Regions from separate parts of the Pan troglodytes genome. Here region 1 is linked to region 2. A link is a contact called in public Hi-C data. All regions are on one chromosome and are shown on one strand. Each heading gives the region's core, a stretch centred on a gene start, on an enhancer-like site or on the middle of the called end of the contact. The rest is flanking DNA. Distances are from core to core; before and after follow the strand shown.

Region 1 (5,780 bases), core at 1,845-4,344, 42 kb before region 2:
ATCTGAATCAATAACTGCCGAATGGATGGTTCGGAGGTGTAAGCTCGTCTTCCTGGTTAGTGCTAAATTCTGTAAGTGCAGAAATGAGGTCATCATATGAGCCTCTCCAGGCTGGGCCTAGTACAGGGCTGAGCATGTGTGGGGCGCTGACAGCCTAGAGTTTGGTTCTGGACCTCCGTTTGTCTGTCTATGAGGGATCATGGTGATAGTACCACTTCATAGGGTAGTTGGAAGAGTAGGAGGGGTCGAGTGTCTGGGATGCCTGACGTGGAGCAGGTCTCAGGAAGCTGAACACTCCTCACTGAGTAGGTCTCAGGAAGCTGAACGCTCCTCACAGAAACCTGGGGGACTGGGTGGTGGTTGCTGCTGTGCTGAGGAGGAGGAACAGGGCTGAGGAGGGATGCCCTGGTGTGTGATGGCAGCCCTGCGTGCTGGGGATGGGCTGCTCAGAGCTGGGGGTTGGGAGGTGAGGGGGGCAGGCTGGCTTCCAGGGACCCTCCAGCCCTAATCGCAAGTTGTTTCCTCCTCTCTGCTTTTCCAGGACAAGCAGCTGCGGATCTTTGACCCCAGAACAAAGCCGCAGGCCTCTCAGGTGAGTTGTGTGGGCAAGCTGGGGTGGGTTGAAGCCTCCACTGAGGCTGAGGACCCAGTGGTTCTAGCAGGTGGAGGTAGGGGCAGGCCTGGGGTCCTGGCAGACATGTTCTGCAGCACCAGGGGTCCCCAGGAGGTGGACCACCACTGCTGGGAGCTCTTCTTGTAAAGTGTGTTGTGGGTCCTGGGAGGGCCTGGCTTTGATCACCGGGTGGCAGAAGCTAAGCTTCCCCCAGGCTCTCCACGGAGGCCATCGTGTGGCTTCAGGCCACGATCTGAGATTCCCACTTCCTTCCTTTGAGACCTTCACCCTGGCACGGTCAGCAGAGACCAGCTGCAGAGGAGCCAAAAAGAAACAACCCCTGTGCTCTGCAGGAAGACCCTGGGTAGGACCTGTCAAAACGTACAGGGTCCAGGGACTGAGCGTGTTCTGGTTTGTGTCTGTGCATGGAGTGTGCGTGGCCATTTCAGTTCCGAGCGGGGAAGCTGGGACCTGGCTCACGCTGCAGGCGTCCAGCCACTGGGACACCGTTCATTTGCCCTACAGAGACCTTGTAGGCAGGAGCAACAACCCTGGGACAGGGCCCTGTGTCTGGCTCCGTAAACATTGCCTGTGCTAGGCAGGTAGTTGCTGGGGGCTTCTCTTGCTGGGCTGGTTTAGTGCTTCCCTGAGTAACTGGCCCGGGAGCAGAGGCCTGAGTAATGCCAAGGGGGCAGACATAGATGGCCTGAAGGAGGACGGGCTTGTCTGAGGGGTCTGCGCAAGGGGCGCTGGGGGATACGGGCCCATGGTCACCTGGGCTGTGGGAAGCCATTAGAGAGTTGTTTTTTCTTTTTTTTTTGAGACGGAGTCTCGCTCTGTCGCCCAGGCTGGAGTGTAGCGTTGTGATCTCGGCTCACTGCAAGTTCCGCCTCCTGGGTTCACACCATTCTCTCACCTCAGCCTCCCGAGTAGCTGGGACTACAGGCGACCGCCACCACGCCCGGCTATTTTTGTTTTTGTATTTTTAGTAGAGACTAGGTTTCACCATGTTAGCCAGGATGGTCTCGATCTCCTGCCCTCGTGATCCTCCCGCCTTGGCCTCCTAAAGTGCTGGGATTACAGGCCTGAGCCACCGTGTCCGGCCGCCATTAGGGAGTTTTAAGCAGGAAGTGCGATGAGTAGATTTACATTTCTTTTTTTGGGTGGGGAGATGGAGTCTTGCTCTTTCACCCAGGCTGGAGGGCAGTGGCGCAATCTCGGCTCGCTGGAAACTCCGCCTCCTAGGCTCAAGTGATTTTACTGCCTCAGCCTCCTGTGTAGCTGGAACTACAGGTGCCCGCCACCACGCCCGGCTAATTTTTTTGTATTTTTAGTGGAGACGGGGTTTCACCATGTTGGTCAGGCTGGTCTCGAACTCCTGACCTTGTGATCCACCCTCCTCGGCCTGCCAAAGTGCTGGGATTACAGACGTGAGCTACCGCGCCTGGCCATGGATTTACATTTCTAAAAAGAACTTTCTAGAAGCTGAGGAGGCTTATTCCCTGAGGAAGGTGAAGTTTAGGGTCCTACTGTTAGCTCAGGAGAGGAGCTCCCCAGCAAAGACCTAGGCCCATCATAGATACCCCCTCCCCATTTCTAGGACGTTTTCCCCACCCGGGGTCAAGGGCAAACCACCAGCCCAAACCAAACTAGTGGTAGCCCGGAGCCCCAGAGCCCCCTACACACACAAGACTCAGGAGAGAAACCCAGTCACATGGAAGATTGCAACTTTTTAGTCCAAACGGTACAGTCAGTTCCACTTTTGTCCAGCTGAAGACCGAGAGGACTCCCATTTAAGCAGTGAAACTAGCCAGGCAGGGTGGTTTTGGCCACACCCTGGTCATACTTGCTGGTGAGGCTGGCTGACCTCTTCATCATGTGGGACCTGGGCCTGGTAGATGGTGGCTGTCTGCATCTCAAGACAGTGTGGGTGTGTACGGTATCCTCACTAGGTAGCTTTCTTTGACCTCCAAGCCTTTGCCCAGAAAGCGGGGCCCAGGCTCAGCTTGAAGGTGCCACGGAGGCTTCCCCCGGCCCCCTTCACTTTCTCAGGTTGCACTCTCCTCTCCAGAACCCAGGGCACTGCTGGGGCACCTATGCTTCTGCCCCCGACCTACCCCTACCGGGCATGGCTCTGAGCCAGCTCACTGGGCCCACGTGATTCTTCCTATTCTCCCCTCCTCCGCCCCCTCTTTCCAGCCTTCCTCCTCCTCTCCCCTCCTCTTCCAGCAGGGCTGGGGGCGGTGACTGATGCCGAGGTGGGGATAGAGTGGCTGCTATCCAAGGGGCTCCCAGCTCCTCGAAGAGAGAGGGAGAGGATCTGGTTCTGGAGGGAGCCCCCCTGCGGGGCTTTGGGGCGAGGAGACCTGGGAAGAGCGTGGGTGGCTCCCACCCCTTCCAGCTGCTGGCTGGGGCCTGTGCTCGGGCCCTGGTGCGGGGGCAGCAGGCCTGGAATGCCGCTCTCCGTGTGGCCCTGCCCCCCACTTCCGCCCAGGGCATCTGGCCCACACCTGGCTTCTATTAGGAAAACCGCTGCTGGCAGCCAGGGCCGGTGTGAGCCGAGGGGCCGGCTCGAGGGAGAGGCCTTCTGGGAGCTCCTTCTCTGGCAATCCTCCTTCCTGCCTAGTGGGGTGTGGCTGGGGGTCAGGGAGCGGGGCCGCCTGCCCTCCATCCAACCTCTGTCCTCTGTGGGTCCCACCCCACCTGAGCCCTGGTGCTATCCCGGAGCCCAGAGTGGGCCAGGGAGTCCGCCCTCCACTGTCTTGTTGGAGCCCTGCCTCAGGCGTGAGCTTTGAGCAGGGGACCCTGGGGAGGCTCCTCCTCACACCCATGCTTGGTTCTTATACTGCATGTATGACCCTTTGTTATGCGCCAGGCACTTGGCATATTCCACTTCCTCGGAGGTGCAGACCCCGAGAGTCGGATGGTTCTGTGGCTTCTTCATGGTCCCACCTCAGGGTGACAGAGGCAGGCTCGCCCCTCTGGTTGCAGAACCCCCAGGACCCCCACTGCCGCCCCTTCCCTTTACAACCGGCCCAGCTGGGGCTGGGTGAGGCCCTGGAGCCCAGGCTGTTCTGGGAAAGTGGCAGCCCCAAATGAGTGTTGAGGCCTCAGAACCCTTGTCTGGGCGGGAGGGGGCCCCGGATTGAGCCCTCTAGGAATCTCAGTGCATGAGACAGGCCAGTGGGGGGTGGTGAACCTCAGAGGAGGGAAGGGGGTAAGTGGGGGGTCTTACTATTGAAGCAGGTGCCCTCACCCCAGCAAGGAGCCAGGGCTGCTCCTGGAACCATCCTGCCCTGCACAGGAAGTGTCGCCATGGTGATGAAGGGGCGGGCATGCGCCTCCCCTCCTGCACCCCCTGCGGGGCTGACCCTGCTCCTGCCCTGCCACAGCCCCTCCTATTCTCAGAGCTAGGTGGTGGGGGCCCTCTTGGGGCTGCAGGGTAGCAGGATGCCTGGGTCCCAGCTGCAGCCCCTGTTCTTGCCCCCTATGCAGGAAAATGAGGAGCTGGGGAGAGGGCTCTTCTCTGAGGCTTGCTGAGGCTGGCAAACGGGTCTTGCTCTGTCGCCCAGGCGGGAGTGCAGCGGCGCCAACACGGCTCACTGTAGCTTTGACCTCCTGGGCTCAAGCAATCCTCCTGCGTCAGCCTCCCTGGTAGCTGGGACTACAGGCACGCACCACCACGTCAAGTTAGTTGGGTTGTTTGTTTGTTTGTTTTTTGAGATAGAGTCTTGCTCTGTCACCCAGGCTGGAGCACAGGGGCACAGTCTCGGCTCACTGCGAGCTCCACCTCCCAGGTTCAAGCAATTCTCCCGCCTCAGCCTCCCGAGTAGCTGGGATTATAGGCACCTGCCACCATGCCCAGCTAATTTTTGTATTTTTGGTAGAGATGGGGTTTCACCATGTTGGCCAGGCTGGTCTTGAACTCCTGACCTCAGGTGATCCACCCGCCTCGGCCTCCCAAAATGCTAGGATTACAGGTGTGAGCCACTGTGCCGGCCTAGTGTTTGTTTTTTTAAGAGAGAATTTTTCAGTTTGTGGCCCAGGCTGCTCTGGAACTCCTGGGCTCAAGCCGTCCTCCCACCTCAGCCTCCCAAAGTGTTGGGATTACGGCAGGTACCATTGCGCCCAGCCCACCTCTCATTTTTGATACTGGTGATCACTCCATTGATGAGGAGTTACAGGGTAAGGGGTGGGCCACTGACCCCCTCCCTCACCTGGGGGCTTCCTGTGGTCTCTGGGCAAACTGAGCTGGGTGTACCCACAGTGGGGAGTGGCTGGGCACGGACAAAGCTCTTACCTGGACCTCCGAAGGCTGGGCTGAATGCTCCAGGGAGCAAGAGCTGGCCCAGGATGTTTGCTGGAAAGCAGAGCGTTTCTGGGGCAGCTGTGGTCCTGGGCGGCTCCTCCTCCCTTCCCTGCTGCCTCCTAGCTGCGACTTTGTGCAAGCCTCATCACCACTCTGAGCCTCACGTCCATCTTGTGCAGGTGGAGGAGACAGCTGGGGCCGAGCCACTTTGCACCATGGCTTCCTCTCTCTGTGCCTTTAGGCTTCCCACATGTGAATTAGGAAGGTGGGAGATACAGGCCAAGGGCGTCCCACCCCTAGCCTTAGCCTGTGCCCCTAGGTGAAAAGTGCTCAGTGGCAGCCCCTGGGGGACCCTGCAGGCTTGGCCCAGCCTCCACCTCCCTCGTCCCCACCTGCTGGCTGAGCGGGTCTCTCTGCTTTCAGTTTCCAACTCTTTGCAGATGCCAGTTCCCATACCTGGCTCACGCCTGTCAACCCTCCCAGCCTAGCAGGAATGACGCTAGGTCTTCCCTCACTTACAGTCTGGCGGTACCCTGCTATCACCTGTGAGACATGCACACTTGACACGTGTCAGACACAATCCTGAGCCTTCTACAAGTGTTCCCTCTTACTCCTTGTGGCCGTCTTCAAAAGTAGGTCCTTCAGCACCATAGGAAAGGTTAAAAAAAAAAAGTAAATTCTGTTACAGTGCTTTTTACAGACATGGAAACTGAGGCACAGAGCTAGTGACTGACCCACCAAGGGAGGTGGCCAGGCTGGGGCTCTCCTGGGTCCACCTCCAGAGCTTCCTCCCCTAACACCGTGCGGCTTCCCCATGGCATGCATAGTCACAGGGAATGACACACTGATTTCTCTTTG
Region 2 (6,045 bases), core at 1,620-4,119:
TGGGAGGCCAAGGTGGGAGGATCGTTTGAGGCCAGGAGTTCAAGACCAGCCTGGCCCACATGGTAAAATGCTGTCTCTACTAAAAATACAAAAAGTAGCCAGGTGTAGTGGTAAGCGCCTGTAATCCAAGCTACTTGGGAAGCTGAGGGAGGAGAATTGCTTGAACCCAGGAGTCAGAGGTTGCAGTGAGTCAAGATCCTGCCACTGCACTCCAGCCTGGGTGACAGAGCAAGACTCAGTCTCAAAAAACAAACAAACAAACAAAAAAACCTGTGGGACAGAAAGCAACTGGGATGCAGCGAGGCAGGGAATTCAGGGCCTGAGAAGGTGACTTTCAGCTAACAGCCAAGACTTGAAGGCTGATGAGGAGCCAGCCAGGGAGAGAGCCACTTCCGAGGCAAGGAAGTACAATGTACGCACAGAGAGAGGAATGTGGAGGCCAGGAGGAAGAGGAAGAAGGGCAGCGGTGTAGAGTAGGATTCCAGGTGGCCCAACTTTCATCCCACCATTTGCCGAATGCTGTGCGCCAGATGCTCTTCCAGGCGCTTGACATCTAACAGCAGAGAAGAGAGAGGAAATGCTTGCCCAACAGGAACTCCCATTCTAGTGGAAGGAAACAGATTCTCAAAAATAAACATAAAAATAAAGGGAGGCCAAGGTGGGAGGATTGCTTGAACCCAGGAGTTTGAGGTCAGACTGGGCAACATAGGGGAACCCTTGTCTCTACAAAGAATACAAACATTAGCTGGGCGTGGTGGCTCACGCCTGTAATCCCAGCACTTTGGGAGGCCAAGGCAGGCGGATCACGAGGTCAGGAGCTCGAGACCATCCTGGCTAACACGGTGAAACCCCGTCTTTACTAAAAATACAAAAAATTAGCCGGACATGGTGGCCCACGCCTGTAGTCCCAGCTACTCAGGAGGCTGAGGCAAGAGAATCTCTTGAACCCAGGAAGCAGAGGTTGCAGTGAGCCGAGGTCATGCCACTGCACTCCAGCCTGGGCAACAGGGAGACGCTCTCAAAAAGACAAAAAACAAACATTAACCACGTGTGTTGGCACATGCCTGTGGTCCCAACTACTCAGAAAGCTGAGGTGAAAGTATCACTCAAGGCTGGAAAGTCAAGACTGCAGTGAGCCATGATCATGCTACTGTACTGCAGCCTGGGCAACAGAGTGAAACCCTATCTCGAAAAAAAAAAATTTTTTTTTGGCTGGGCACGGTGGCTTACACCTGTAATCCCAGCACTTTCGGAGGCTGAAGTGAGAGGATCACTTGAACCCAGGAGGTGGAGATCGCAGTGAGCCAAGATTGGGCCACTGCTCTCCAGCCTGGGTGACAGAGCAAGACTTCATCTCAAAAAAAAAAAAAAAGGAAAAATAATTTAAAAATAAAAAACCGGTTGGGCACAGTGTCACATGCCTATAATCCCAGCACTTTGGGAAGCTGTGGCGGGTGGATCATTTGAGACCAGTAGTTCAAGACCAGCCTGGCCAACATGGTGAAACCCTGTCTCTACTAAAAATTCAAAAATTAATGGGGCATGGTGGTCCATGCCTGTAATCCCAGCTACTCAGGAGGCTAAAGCATGAGCATCGCCTGAACCTGGGAGGTGGAGGTTGCAGTGAGGCAGGATTATGCCACCGCACTCCAGCCTGGGCGACAGGGTGAGACCCTGTCTCAAAATAATAAATAAAATAAATAAGTAAATTATGTGGTATGGTAGAGGGTGATCAGAGTCTTGGAAGAAAAATAGAGACAAGAAGGGAGGATAAGCCAGTCACAAAAGGCTGCACATTGTATGATTCAATTTCTTCTTTTTTTTCATTTTCATTTTTACTTTTTTTTTTTTTTTTTTTTTTGAGACAGGGCCTGACTCTGTCACCCAGGCTGGAGTGCAGTGATCACAGCTCACTGCAGCCTGTACCTCCCGGGCTCAAGAGATCCACCACTCAGCCTCCCAAGTAGCTGGGATTACAGGCACCTGCCACCACACCCGGCTAATTTTTGTATTTGTAGAGATGGGGTTTCACCATGTTGCCCAGCCTGGCCTTGAGTTCCTGACCTCAAGCGATCCACCTCGGCCTCCCAAAGTTTTGAGATTGCAGGCATGAGCCACCACGCCTGGCTTGTATGATCCCATTTCTATGAAATGTCCGGAACCTGTGAATCCATAGAGAGAAAAATGAGTGGTTGACAGGGGCTGGGGGAGGGGACTGGGGAGTGACTAATGGGTGATGAAAACGTTCTGGAACTAATAGTGGTGACAGTGGCACAGCTCTGTGAATAAAAGGCATTGGACTGTGCACTTGAAAATCATGAAACCTACAGTGTATGGATTATATCTCAATAAAGCTGTTACTTTTTTCATTCATGGAGGGCAAGTCACGGCGTTTTAAGGGGTCCAGGTGGGCCTCATTGAGGTGACATTTGAGCAAAGATTTGAAGAAGGGAACGAGCTTCCCAGGCAGGAGGAATGTGGATGAAACCTATTTTGAAGTTTTCTATTTTATAAAGTATTTTTGAGAATTTAGCATCCTACTCCATATTATGTTCATTGATTTCATATAATGTTGCATTCCCAAATATTTTGGCAAAATCAAGGGCAGAAATCGCCCCACGTCTGACCGATGTGCTTAGCTGCTCCAGCGCACTGGGGTAAGCACGCGGGCAATTGAGACTCCTGGTAACGCCCCTCGCCCTCCCAAGCCCGCCCCCAGTTATCCAGAGCCCGACGCAGGCTCAGTCAAACCCCGCCTCCGACCCCGCCCCGAGCCGCTAAGACGCTGCCGGTGCCCCGCCCCTAGACTGAGGCAATGCGCATGCCCAGCGCCGTATCGCGCACGCGCTCTCTGCGGCTTTCCTTGACCTCTGACCCGCCGACCACGCTCGATCCCCCGCCGCGGGGCCCGGAAGTCGGAGTTCGAGCCCCGGAGGCAGAGCGGCTGCCATGGTGAGCCCCGAGTCGGGCGCAACCGGGGAGGGGAAGCCGAGTCGGGCTGGGGGCCGGGGGCCGGGCGGCGAGCTCCGGGCTGGGCGGCGGGCGCCGTGCGCCCCCTGCGTGCCCGGCAGGAAGCATGGTCTGGGGGCGTTGCACCCGGGGGAATCGAGGCCGGCAGTGGCGGCAGCGGCGGCCTCAGGGCCAGGGAAAACCGTCTGCCTGGAAGAGGCCGGGCAAACGTGGTCGCGCTGTGCCTAGTCCGCGTGTGAGCGAGCATCCGTGGGCAGCGGTGGAGCATGAGTCTGGCCGGTGAGCACCTCCCCTGCCCTGGAACCTTACAGCGCTGCAGAGTCGATGTTGCTGCCCTGTTGTTATCCCCAGTGGAAAGCTGGCCTTTCCAGGGAAGTGGCTGACCTGGGACTTGAACTAGGCCCCGAGACACCGAGCACGGAGCGTTTGTGTGATATCGTTGGCACGTAGAGCCAGTCAACAGACCTGCGCCACACTGTCAGGTCACCTAGGGCAGCTTTAAAAGTGCAGGTTTGGCTGGGCGCGGTGGTTCACGCTTGTAATCCCAGCACTCTGGGAGGCCGAGGTGGCGGATCACGAGGTCAGGAGTTCGAGACCAGCCTGGCCAACATGATGAAACGCGGTCTCCACCAAAAAATTTAAAAAATTAGCCGGGTGGGGTGGTGCGCGCCTGTAGTCCAAGCTACCCGGGAGGCTGAGGCAGGATAGACGCTTGAACCCGCGAGACAGAGGTTGCAATGAGCCGAGATCCGCCAGTGCACTCTAGCCTGGGTGACAGGGTGAGACTGCGTCTCAAAAAAAAAATTATATATATGTATTATATATACCGTATACATTTATGTATACTACATATTATTATGTTATATATATTTTTATATATCATGTATTTTATATAGATATATACACACACATAATATATACATATATTAGCCAGGCATGGTGGCACACACCTGTAATCCCAGCTGCTTGGGAAGTTGAGGCGCGAGTATCGCTTGAACCCAGGAGGCAGAGGCTGCAGTGAACCAAGATTGTGCCACTGCACTCCAGTCTGGGTGACAGGGCAAAACTCTCTCAAAAAGAAAAAGAGGGGAAAAAAAAAAAGTTCAGGTTCTTGAGCTCTATCCCTGGAGGTTCTGCACACGTAAGTTCCCCAAGTGACTCTGTTGCAGCTGGTTCAGGGAGCCACTTCTTAACTAACATAGTAATAAGGATAATGTAACAGCTAACGGCGTACAAGTGCCAGCCCCTGAGCTAAGGCTTTATGTAGAGTCTCTCATTTAGTGTTTATGAAGTCCTGCTGTCATTGTCCTTATTTTACAGATAAGTAACCTGAGCCCCAGACAGTTTTGACTCCACCATAGTCATGCATCCCATGGTGTCAGAGACCTCTTTTGAGCCCAGCTCTGTCCCAAAACTCATGGGGTTTTTTTGGTTTGTTTTTTGAGATAGGATGTCTGTCTGTCGCCCCGGCTAGGATGCAGTGGAGCGATCCTAGCTCACTGCAGCCTTGAACTCCTAGGCTCAAGCCATCCTCCTACCTTAGACCCCCAAGTAGTTGGGCCTACAGGTGAGTGCCAGCACACCTGGCTAATTTTTAAATTTTATGTAGAGGTGGGGTCTTGCTGTGTTGCCCCGGATGGGTCTCCTAGGCTGGAGTACAGTGGTACGATCACAGCTCACTGCAGCCTCAACCTCCTGGGGCTTAGGTGATCCTCCCATTTCATCCTCCCCAGTAGCCTCAGCCTCCCGGGTAGTTGGGACAACAGGCATGCTCCACTATGCCCAGCTAATTTTTTGTATTTTTTGTAGAGATGCAGTTTCGCCATGTTGCCAGGCTGGTCTCAAACTTCTGGGCCCAAGCAGTCCTCCTGCCTCAGACTCCCAAAGTGCTGGGATTATAGGCGTGAGCCACCGCACCCAACATGACAGTATATTAACAGGAAAAGAAAGTGCTGGCTGGGCACGGTGGCTCACACCTGTAATCCCAGCACTTTGGGAGTCTCAGGCGGGTGGATCACGAGGTCAGGAGATCAAGACCATCCTGGCTAACATGGTGAAACCCCGTCTCTACTAAAAATACAAAAAATTAGCCGGGTCTGGTGGCAGGCACCTGTAGTCCCAGCTACTCAGGAGGCTGAGGCAGGAGAATGGCTTGAACCCGGGAGGCCGAGCTTGCAGTGAGCCGAAGGTCGCGCCACTGCACTCCAGCCTGGGTGACAGAGCGAGACTCCGTCTCAAAAAAAAAAAAAAAAAAGAAAGTGCTAGGCTGGGTACCGTGGCTCACGCCTGTAATCCCAGCACTTTGGGTGGATTACCTGAGCTCAGGGGTTCGAGACCAGCCTGGGCAACATGGTGAAACCCTGTCTGTACTAAAAATACAAAAAATTAGCCGGGCATGGCGGCGTGTGCCTGTAGTCCCAGCTACTCAGGAGGCTGAGGCAGAAGAATTGCTTGAACCTGGGAGGCAGAGGTTGCAGTGAGCCGCGATCGCACTACTGCACTCCGGCCTGGGCGACAGAGCAAGACTCCATCTCCAAAAAAAAAAGAAAGTGCTGTCGGAAGGTATACATGGGAGAGCCTGGAAAGGGTTTCACCCGGGGGATGGGGAATGATATTAAGTCCTGAGGGATGTTGGGTTTTGACAGGATCAGGGTAGAAGGGAGGATGTTCAGGGTGGAGGAACTCAGAACGGCAAAGGCCCTGAGGAGTACAGAAGTATGAGAGCGGCTCTAGGAGCAGAGGGTGTGGCTGCAGTGTGGAGAGAGGTGAGGGTGAGAAGTTGAGGCCAGACCAGGCGCTGTGAATGCCAAGCTGGGGAGTGGACCAAATCTGCAGGCGGCGGTGGAGAATTGTGTGTTTACTGGGAGATGGCCAGAACCCTCCCGCAGAAGGGTTAGGAGGCGCTTGGAAACCCTGCCTGGGGACATGGAGTTCATGAGACAGCAGATGGGGCAAAGCTGCAACAGCGATATTCATTCAGATGCACCAGGGGCACTTGCTGTGCCAGCCACTGGCCAGGTCCCGGATGTCGTGGCACGTGCTACAGTTGTGGTCCTGACCTTTCTCCTGTCTAGT

Evidence for each region. Hi-C and Micro-C count contacts between places; a contact is called where the count stands out from the background.
Region 1: a contact with region 2 is called in a Hi-C map of induced pluripotent stem cells, with 3 times the contacts expected there. The contact joins the enhancer-like site here to the promoter of PAM16 in region 2. A contact is called at or near these places in 4 of 7 Hi-C or Micro-C datasets (blood, induced pluripotent stem cells and stem cell-derived neural progenitor cells), 1 of 1 datasets of contacts at active chromatin or transcription factors (stem cell-derived excitatory neurons) and 1 of 1 other capture datasets (stem cell-derived neural stem cells).

Annotation. Positions count from the first base shown.
Region 1 is chr18:7,038,860-7,044,639 of NHGRI_mPanTro3-v2.0_pri, reverse strand. CORO7-PAM16 (CORO7-PAM16 readthrough) reads left to right here. Exons shown (of 31, transcript NM_001347979.1): 7 at 542-592. CORO7 (coronin 7) reads left to right here. Exons shown (of 28, transcript NM_001347980.1): 7 at 542-592. Among named protein-coding and RNA genes, the nearest start is that of VASN, 21 kb to the right of the region's middle. Within about 2 kb of position 3,094, at least 7 of the 24 cell types and tissues checked have an H3K27ac peak or open chromatin away from gene starts, as enhancers often do. A contact at or near this core is called in induced pluripotent stem cells and stem cell-derived neural stem cells, where this site is marked.
Region 2 is chr18:6,996,767-7,002,811 of NHGRI_mPanTro3-v2.0_pri, reverse strand. It overlaps PAM16 (presequence translocase associated motor 16), which reads left to right and starts at 2,869. Exons shown (of 5, transcript NM_001347981.1): 1 at 2,869-2,952. The coding sequence starts at 2,950. All of the region lies in intron 27 of CORO7-PAM16 (CORO7-PAM16 readthrough), which reads left to right.